3 separate regions of the Sus scrofa genome follow, and regions 1 and 2 are each linked to region 3. Evidence: chromatin contacts called from public Hi-C and HiChIP or PLAC-seq data. All regions are on one chromosome and are shown on one strand. Each heading gives the region's core, a stretch centred on a gene start, on an enhancer-like site or on the middle of the called end of the contact. The rest is flanking DNA. Distances are from core to core; before and after follow the strand shown.

Region 1 (2,987 bases), core at 129-2,628, 220 kb after region 3:
GAAGGCTGTGCATGAACGATGGGTGGTTTCCCCCTCCTCATCTTCATGATTAGTTTGTAAGGTGCTGCATGTCAGTACAACCTCTGGGAATGCTGGGATTGTAGGATAAACTTTTGCAATTGAGAAGACTGAGATTCAGAAAGACAAGGGACCTACCCGATACAGCACAGATAATTAGCAACAGAACTAGGGCTGGCACCCAGGTGTCCTGACTCTTTAGGAGCAAAACAATGAAAACACTTGTACCTGTCACAGTAAGGTCATCCTAACACTACAATAAACACAAGTAACCCAACGGAATCATTCATTAAAAAAAAAGCAGAGAGAAAAGAATTCCTTTCCAAAGACATTGTTTTGTTGGTCTTTACTCAATAGGTACTATACTTAATAGTTTTCTGTTCTTCACTTCTTAAACTTGGGAATAGTTAAAGATGATAGTTATATTTGATGTTATATAAAAGAAATAGCACTCAAACCCATCCTGATTTAAGGAAACCTGGTCTATGAAAACTATATTCATGAAACCTCATAAATGGGGATACTATTTATTTTTTGCTTTCTCTGCCTCAGTTTTCTCATCTGTAAAATTGGCATAATAATGTCATCTACATTACTGGATTGTTAGGAAGATTAAATAATATAAGTAAACTGTTTAGAACACTATCTAGCAGTCAACTGCAATCAATATGAGCTGCTTTTGTTTCAATTTTTTTTTTCATTATCACAAAAGAATAACCAGGAAATTCGGCATGCCAACCAATCAGAATCATCTCTATATTTGTAGGAAGAGGTGGAGAGGACGTAGTAGGATGCTGGGGGAGGTATACGTGCTAATATTTTGAGATGATTTAAAAGAAAGAGAAAATTTACGCTAGAGTTTGTAAAGATGACTGCTGAGACCAAACAATTATCCTATTATAAACTAGTAATGCAATTCATTTATGATGGGCTGTTAAGTGCTTGAAGAATGAATTTCCCTCAAATGTTGTCTTCAAAATAAATTTAAGGGTAGTGTCACATTTTGAAAAATGTTATTTTATTGGCCATAATTTTTCACAGTTCCGATGGGGACATGGTGACAGCCCAACACAGCAAATGTCCTTCATGTTGCCATCCTTTCTTTTTTTGTAAAGCTGAATCATCTTGGGACCACTCAAAATGTGATTTATTTGTCCCTGGGCCAGTAGAAGGTTCCATGTAGGTGAAAATGGGTGTTTGGATAGTTGAAGAGAAATGGAAATGAGACCTGCTGGCTGGCTTATTCAGTGGAAAGAGGTAAGTAAATTAGGAACCTTAGATCATTCTACGCTCTGACTACACGGAGTTCTGAATGATTCATGTGTTTTAGTGATGCACGTGGCCTTACATGTGATCTATTAGGAGGGCAGGAAGCATGAGCACAGTCAAGAGGATCTCAGAGCCAGGCCTTGTGTGTGAACTTGCACTTTGTATCTATTTACTCAGGCATTGCAACAGTCCAGGGAAGCTTCCCCGTGAGTGAGGTTAGAATACATATTCAAAGTCAGAGCCCACCAGGTACCACTAGCACTGGGTTTGTCCCAAGTTTGGACTGATTCAAAAGGACCATGGAGCTACCAGGACTGTGAACACGTTGCTTTAATCTCATCTCTTCCTTTGGGAACACTATCAGGCATCCACTTGCACCATGAACTTGCTATGGTGGGCAGAAAGATAAGAGACTAGAGAAACTCAAGATAAAATGAATGAAGATGTGTTTCCATCTTAGATTTCCCAGTGCCTGGTTCCACGTTCTTTCTACCACACTCCCAGTTCTCAAAGATGAGGCAGGAAGATGTCAGGCAGGTCTGATGAACTGTGTACAGAGCTAGGTGTCAGAGAAACTGGGTTCCAGGCAGTCTGTACATCTGCACCCTGGCCCTCCAGGTCCTTGCATGTCCATTTCCTCATTTGTCAAGGGTGGAGGTAGAACGAAATGATCTCCAAGGTCTGTTTGGGCTTGAACATCCCATCACTCTAATACCTTTGTGCTCTGATAAGTAGAATCTCATAACCCTGGGCTTATTAATAGTAACTGGGCAAACAACTGAAATTACTTTATGAAAACAGAGCTGTGGCGGCTGTTTGAAGCCAAATCTGCCTTATGAGACTCACTCTCAGCCTTGGTAATGGGATTGCTGATGGCTCCTTGGCCAGAGCCCATGAACGTCCTGCCGTTGCACTTTTCAGTTGATGCCAAGGGTGAGTATCCTCCACAGGACCATGAAAATAAGGCACCATTCAGTTTAAGGAAAAGGTGTAAATCAAATCAGTCATTTTAGCCTGACTCATCTGTCATCCGTCTCCTTCCCAACACGTTCAGTCCAGCTCAGTCCAAAGGCCCACCCCTCCTAGAAATGACCCCTTTAAGGCTCAGCCCCCAGGGATGGATTCTCTCTTTGAATCTCAGAAGAGTCCCTGTTTGCACATGCTTAACATTTACAGTCTTGAGACTCAGTCATGTCTCTATGTTTCAATACCCGAGATTTATAATGAAGATCCTTTGTGCCAGAGGCAATGTTTTATGTTGTGAGGGGAATATAGACTGAAGGCCATACACTAGATACTTGACCTGTTTGCCCTGTTTGCCACATTTATTTTAATGCTCTTGGGTTCTAACAAAAGATGCTGCAAAAACTACCACACTTAGAATATTAATGCATCTCCAAGAGGAATTCTGCTGAGACTAGAACTAAGTCAGCCTCTCAGTGTTCCCTATGTGAAGTCCTTTGAGAGAGATTTCTCTCACTATTTAATTTTAGGAATATAGCTACCCATTTTGATGATCATTTTGTTATTAAGCATTGTGACCTGATGCCCTGACAGAGTAGCTCCCCTTTTGCTTTGGCTGCCAGGATGCCCAGATCAAAATGAAAAAAGTTAATCTTTTGTGTTCTATATAATCTGTAGATTCTTTAATTTGATCATGATAGCTTTCAATTGTATTTATACTTTCTCTGGTCTCTAGT
Region 2 (2,934 bases), core at 249-2,748, 180 kb after region 3:
TGCGATCTGCTTCTTGGCTGTTTGGGTTGGGGGCTTCTAGCCTCTGTGCTTCACTCCCTGAACTGCCCAGGTCCTAGTGCTGGGGGGGCTTAAAACCATCGGCCTTGTGGAAAGGCGGGGGCTCACAAGAAAAGGACAGCCTTCTAAACCTTTTTCCCACCACCAAAGTAACCCAAAGGCTTCTGATCACTCAGCACGTTTACACCCTGCCCCTGAAATAACCCCTCCCTCCACTTGCCTTTCCCAGAGGCTTGGGGACATGCTTATTATTTCCTGTCATACTCCAATCATTTGTATTCATCTTTCCTCCAAGCCTAGGCTATGAGCTCTACATTGCCCAGGACTGTGTCTTATTCATCTTTGCATCCCTAGCAGCTAGTGTGGGGTCCTCATGATGCTGATAGAAACACTCACTGAGTCCCTGTTATTGGGCAGACCCTGTGCTAGCTGCTTTCAGGCCATGTGCCACCTCATCCTCATAACAACTCTCCAGGAGCCACACTTGCATTAATCCCATGCAAATAAATGAGGCCAAAGAGTTTAGGTCACAAAGTCTAAAGTCACACAGCGAGTAAGGGGTTGGATGGATTAGGTTAGGAATGGAATCCAAGCAGTCTGACTCCTGAATTCCATAGTAAGAGCTCATTCAAAGTTTGCTCAATAAATAAAGGAAATAGGAACAAATGAGAAAGAGGAAGCAGCCACAGAAGCATTGCATGTTGGAGCCAAAAGGCATTGCGAGACCATTCAGTCCAAATCTTGATTTTATTGCTAGAGAAACCGAGGGTCAGAGCAGTGAAACAAGGTGTCTGAGTAAAACAGTCTGGCAGTTAGGGGCCCCCAGGCTGCAGAACTGGGTCAGAATACAACCCTTCCACCTATTATCTGTGCGAGCCTGGGAAAGTTACTTAGCCTCCTGGTTCCTCAGTTTCTTCATCTATAGAATGGATGATAATACCAGAATCCATCTCATTGTTTCATTGTGAGGACTAAGTAAGATGTCTTACATTCTCACAACAGTGCCTTTCAATGTCATTATGGATAGAATCACAAGGCTTGGGGCTGACAACAGACTTACAAGTCAACAAGTCCAACTTGAATTTTATCAAGGAGGAAATGGAACTTCAGTTTTGTGTTCCCTTCCCAATGAGAATGGCTCGAATTTGATCATTTAAAAAAAGGATGGTGATCTCCTAGTTCAATTGCCCTCATTCTGCAATCAAAGATGCTGTAGCCCAAGGAGGCAGATGACTTGCCAAAGTCTCCACCTCATTGGAGCAGAGCTGGAAGTAAACCTGGGTCTCCTGACTCCAGCTGCACCACCACAGAACCACGAGTCAGCCCATTCCCCACCTCCCACTTGTCCCAGGCTCCTTGGCTCGGGGTGAGAGAGTCCAACCGTCCATGACTCAAGTTTACTAGAAACACTCCATGCTGGAGCTCAAATTCACAGCAGGCAAGGCCGTCAAGATCCAGTTCTTTCATATGACGGGTGGGTCAAATGACAGAATCATATTGCAACTGGGGACTTGTGAGACCCACACTGAAAGAAGGCAGAACTCCCCACCACTAGGCTGACGGATGAGTGAGTGAGTCAGCATTTGAGTTGCAAACTATCCAAGGATATATACTGTAGCCAGCGCTCGGCAAGCAACACTCTCCCTTCCTGGTGCCATCTAGCATCAGTACTTCTTTATCCCTGACGTGCGTGAGGTGCCTTTGAAAATGCAGATGCCCAGTCTCCCAGCCCAGAATGATAACAGACTCTCTTATTTTTTTTTTCCTGTCCTTTTTATGGCTGCACCCATGGTATATGGAGGTTCCTGGGCTAGGAGTTGAATCAGAGCTATAGCTGCCGGCCTACAGCACACCCACAGCAACACGGGGTCTGATCTGCATCTGTGGCTCATGACAACATCAGATCCTTAACTCACTGAGTGAGGCCAGGGATAGAACTCACATCCTCATGAATACTAGTCAGGTTCAGACAGAGACTCCCAAGGGAATTCTTCTCTTACTGTTTTTTAAGGGCCAGGCATCATCATTTTTTAAAGGTTTCCGAGTGCTTCTAATGTGTGCTGAGATAATCCCTAAGGCAAGCGAAATGTCCTCCACTCATAATATACTAGAGTAGGGGTTCTCAGAGGGTGGTCCTCAAACCAGCAGCATAACTTGGGGACTTGCTAGAAAGCCAGATTCCACATTAGGTGCCTTCGATCATTTTCTCTCCTAGTACTCTGCTGTTAGTTTTCCTAACAGTCAGCAATTATTTCTTTAATGATTTAATGTCCTTGACTATCCCCGCCTCCAGAAGGCATGCTTCATGAATGGAGGTTCTGACCATGGTTGCTGTCTTACTCAGAATGCCTGACATATGGTGGGCTCAGTGGGAGTGAGGGGGAGGGCTTAACAAATTTAGATTCAACGAATGAATGAATGCTAGGTATGTAGAGGCAAGAGAGATGTATTATCAAAATTTTCATTGCTGTAGCCGTATTGAGTAGAATGCAGGCATTTATAACACATGCTTTATCTCTTTCAGAAACAAGCAAGTAAGTTCAACTCTAGGTAGGAGGCAACTAGGAAATTTTAGACAACTATCAGGAAAAGGAAAAGACAAAAAAGAAGTGAAGAATCAATATTGACAAGAAAAAAAATCAATGTAATAACTTTGGCCCAAAGACTGCCTGTGCTTAAGATAAGACTGCGGCTTTAGGTCAGGTCCCTAACTATTTATTAATGTAGCTTTGGGGCAGCCAGCCTATTAATAAGCATTTCGTGAAAAATAATGACATTTAAGATGGCGTTCCTGGCCTTTAAATTGATGTGAAAACAGAGCTTATTGATACGGAATTATAAAGCAGATAAGGTCAGTTAGTAAATAGGGAAGTATGATTTCAACTATGCAGGTATATTGAATGCTGACATGCATGA
Region 3 (3,208 bases), core at 31-2,530:
TGCCATGACTCTGAACATTGTATAACATTCTGCTCCAAGCCAGGGTCGTAACTCTTGCGGCTGTTCAGATGAGAGCCCTTCTTGGTACCACTTTGGCACACACCCACTGGCTACAGTAATGTAGCAGGTGAAGGACTTAAGTGTCACTCAGTTGGTTTCCAGTTGCTTCCAGGAAAAAAAAAAATCATGGCATATAAGATTCTCGCGTCTGACACTGGGCAAACTTCCCGTGTATTTGCAGGCCACAGATAGGAGATTTGGCTATTGCTGTCATGGCCTTATGCTGTCTCCCATACTTTGAGGGACCCTGTGACACCCAGAAACCCTGGGGACACTAACAGTTTGGATAAAAGGTATAGAAAAAGCCTCTACATGTATCTGAAAACTCTGCCAAGCACCTCAGTCCTGACATACGCCATTCATGAGCTCTTCCAACTTCAGAACATTCTGTCTCAGGAGCTGTAAATTAGCTTGACATCAGATTCTGGTTTTACGGTGTTGCTACACATCTACCAGAAAGGAGGCCAAAAGGAAGGACCAGCCTCCATCCCTGTTTTCTGCAAGGGGTCCCCCTGCTTTGTCCCTGGGTGTTTTCTCCAGGTACTGTTCTTGGGCTGCCCGTCTAACATGGACTGGGCAGTTGGGGCCCTGAGGTTCCACGGTTAATAAAATAAAAAAGAATAATGCTAATTACCAGTAGTTTCCTCAAAAATCAAGAGAACAGCAAACTCACCTTAAGTTGGCCTTTGTGTCTCTGGCAACTGAAAGGTCAAAATGCTATTTTGTCACTTTTGCATAGTCATTTACGTTGATATTTTCCCCTTGTGGGCTCAAATCTTCAACGTGAAAACAAATCTAGAAACTTTCTGTTCACACGCTTTTAGGTGTGTGCCCCAAATGACAAAGGAGGGAAGCACGAGTCATGGTAACTGGCCACATCCTTTATCTGTTGGGACCTGAGAGTTAGCAGAACTTTATCTTTATGATGAAATGGCCTTTAGAAGTGGGTATTGCAGAGTTCAGAGTGCAAGCATCATTACTGAGAAAAAGCACTTTCCTTTCAAACAGAGAAACCAACAGCCATGCACGACAAGGCCCGAAAAAAAAAAAGTTGAGCAACCACAAAACAAACAAATATTCAGCTGGGTTTCAGGAAGTTTGGAGAGGATCAAACAAGACTGTCTCTATTGAAGTTGTTCGAGAACATTTGTGCTTACTTCAGCCTCAGTTCCTATTTATGCTGCTGGCTTTTATACACCGACCTCAGGAGGGCATTCCAACTTCAGGTTACTCACAGATTATCTTCAGAACAGGAGGCCCGAACATCTCACACCCAGCATGGGGGAGGGGAAGCACTCACATTTGAATTTGTTTCCAAACCACTGCTCTGTCCTTGAGGCCAAGAGATCTCAAAAACTGGAGACAGAAATTCCACAGGGAGAGGGAGAGAAAGCTTTCCCGTGGTGTGAACAGGCCCATGATGAGAAAGCCTCCTCTCGTACAATGCGAGAGGCTATTTGTGGAACCTGAGGGAAGGTTTCCACTCAGAAGGGGCTTGTCATTTTCTGCTGGTCCCTGGGGAGGAGGATAGGGTACAGCTGAATTTTTCAGCCAGCAATCTTCCAGAATGAGAGAGGGACAACAGCAACCCATCACAAACAAAATTGTTGCTTTATAAACCTATTGCTTTTCAGTTCTCAGTTCTTCACGCTCATAACAATGTTTTGGGTGGTGCTTCTATTCCCATTTGACAAATTAGAAAACTGAGGCTTGGAGATTAGGCCCAAAGTTACACAACAAATACACAGAAAAGCTAAGATGCACACTAGGGTCTTTCTGTCACTAATGCCTGAAGCCTTTCCAACATCTCACATTAACTCCTAACTACGTCCTTCCTAACAAAGCATATTATTATTATTGGCCAGAAGAAAGAGAAACTTCTGGAGAAGAATAGGAAAGGAATTTTGATCAGGGAGTGGGCATAAGGCAGAGGGGAATGTTGACAGTTTGGTCGTTGTTACTCTGCCCCCATATTTTCAAGGAAATACACAGAGGTCTCGTCTTAAAAATCTCCATGTTGGGTGTTCCTGTTGTGGTGCAGTGGAAACTAATCTGACTGGTATCCATGAGGTGGCAAGTTCGATCCCTGGCCTTGCTCAGTGGGTTAAAGGTCAGGCATTGCTGTGAGCTTTGGTGTAGGTTGCAGACACGGCTCGGATCTGGCATTGCTGTGGCTGCGGCATAGGCTGGCAGCTACAGCTCTGATTGGACCCCTAGCCTGGGAACCTCCATATGCCGCATGTGCAGCTCTAAAAACCAAAACTAAAACAAACAAACAAATAAACAAAAAAACAAAAAAACCCCTCCATGTTGGAATTAGGTGGGAAAGTGTAATTCTCATTCTGAATATGGTGCAAGTTCACATCAGAGAAGCAAGAGATGAGAAAGCTACTGTCGCCCCAAGAGTCAAGTCTGAACGATGCACACCCCAGAATCGCCTAAATATCAATGCTGTTTGCCTCTGCAGAAGAGCTCAGGAAGGTTTATCCTTATGTCAGCAAGAACAGGTCTTCCACACATTGCACATGCCTTGCTACGCGAAGAGCCACTTGGCTTCCTTTGGACCTTAGAAAGTCTTCCTGTCTACGTTGAAAAACTTCCCTTTTTGGCATTATGAAGGAATATACTTTGCTAATACAAAGTATGCAACCTTTGTACGGTACAAAATTGATGTGTATGCCCTACCTCGCCTTCCTTCCCCGTAACATCAATACTCTCAAGAACACGAGAAGGCTTCCACCCCAGAAGGCCCCCCCTCCCTTCAATCTTTTTTAAAGTTGGTACAACATGTCCATCAAGTCCACTATCCCTTCCAGAATTTCGAATGGCCATTTCAGCCACCTAAATCTGAAAGAGATAAATTTACAATCCACTTTAGGTTTATGTGGGGAACCATAAATATCAGGCTTGAGCCCCTAAGGCTAGAATTTCATGGGCCATTAAGCGTGTCACCAGGTGGAGAGTTGTCAATAGCTGGATGTGAGTTACACGGAGATAAGCCCAGTCAGACTGGCTTTAAAAAGCTAGCCTTGATCAGAGAGGGGTGTTCTTTTGCTTGACTCCACTGTCCATTCGTTAGTTAATTCCCTGCTCCTTGAGACTCAGTTCTTGTTGGATCTTTAGGGTTTGTCCCTCATGCTAGACAGGC

What was found. Hi-C and Micro-C count contacts between places; a contact is called where the count stands out from the background. HiChIP or PLAC-seq counts read pairs in DNA pulled down with a chosen protein or histone mark.
Region 1: a contact with region 3 is called in a Hi-C map of liver, with 2.9 times the contacts expected there. The contact joins two enhancer-like sites. A contact is called at or near these places in 1 of 47 Hi-C or Micro-C datasets (liver) and 1 of 2 datasets of contacts at active chromatin or transcription factors (skeletal muscle).
Region 2: an H3K27ac HiChIP or PLAC-seq map of skeletal muscle shows a contact between it and region 3, with 3 times the contacts expected there. The contact joins two enhancer-like sites. A contact is called at or near these places in 1 of 47 Hi-C or Micro-C datasets (skeletal muscle) and 1 of 2 datasets of contacts at active chromatin or transcription factors (skeletal muscle).

The regions. Positions count from the first base shown.
Region 1 is chr1:111,093,397-111,096,383 of Sscrofa11.1, reverse strand. All of the region lies in intron 1 of RORA (nuclear receptor ROR-alpha), which reads right to left. Among named protein-coding and RNA genes, the nearest start is that of RORA, 380 kb to the right of the region's middle. Within about 2 kb of position 1,378, at least 3 of the 83 cell types and tissues checked have an H3K27ac peak or open chromatin away from gene starts, as enhancers often do. A contact at or near this core is called in liver and skeletal muscle, where this site is marked.
Region 2 is chr1:111,136,990-111,139,923 of Sscrofa11.1, reverse strand. All of the region lies in intron 1 of RORA (nuclear receptor ROR-alpha), which reads right to left. Among named protein-coding and RNA genes, the nearest start is that of ICE2, 350 kb to the left of the region's middle. Within about 2 kb of position 1,498, at least 2 of the 83 cell types and tissues checked have an H3K27ac peak or open chromatin away from gene starts, as enhancers often do. A contact at or near this core is called in skeletal muscle, where this site is marked.
Region 3 is chr1:111,314,788-111,317,995 of Sscrofa11.1, reverse strand. All of the region lies in intron 2 of RORA (nuclear receptor ROR-alpha), which reads right to left. Among named protein-coding and RNA genes, the nearest start is that of ICE2, 170 kb to the left of the region's middle. Within about 2 kb of position 1,280, at least 15 of the 83 cell types and tissues checked have an H3K27ac peak or open chromatin away from gene starts, as enhancers often do. A contact at or near this core is called in liver and skeletal muscle, where this site is marked.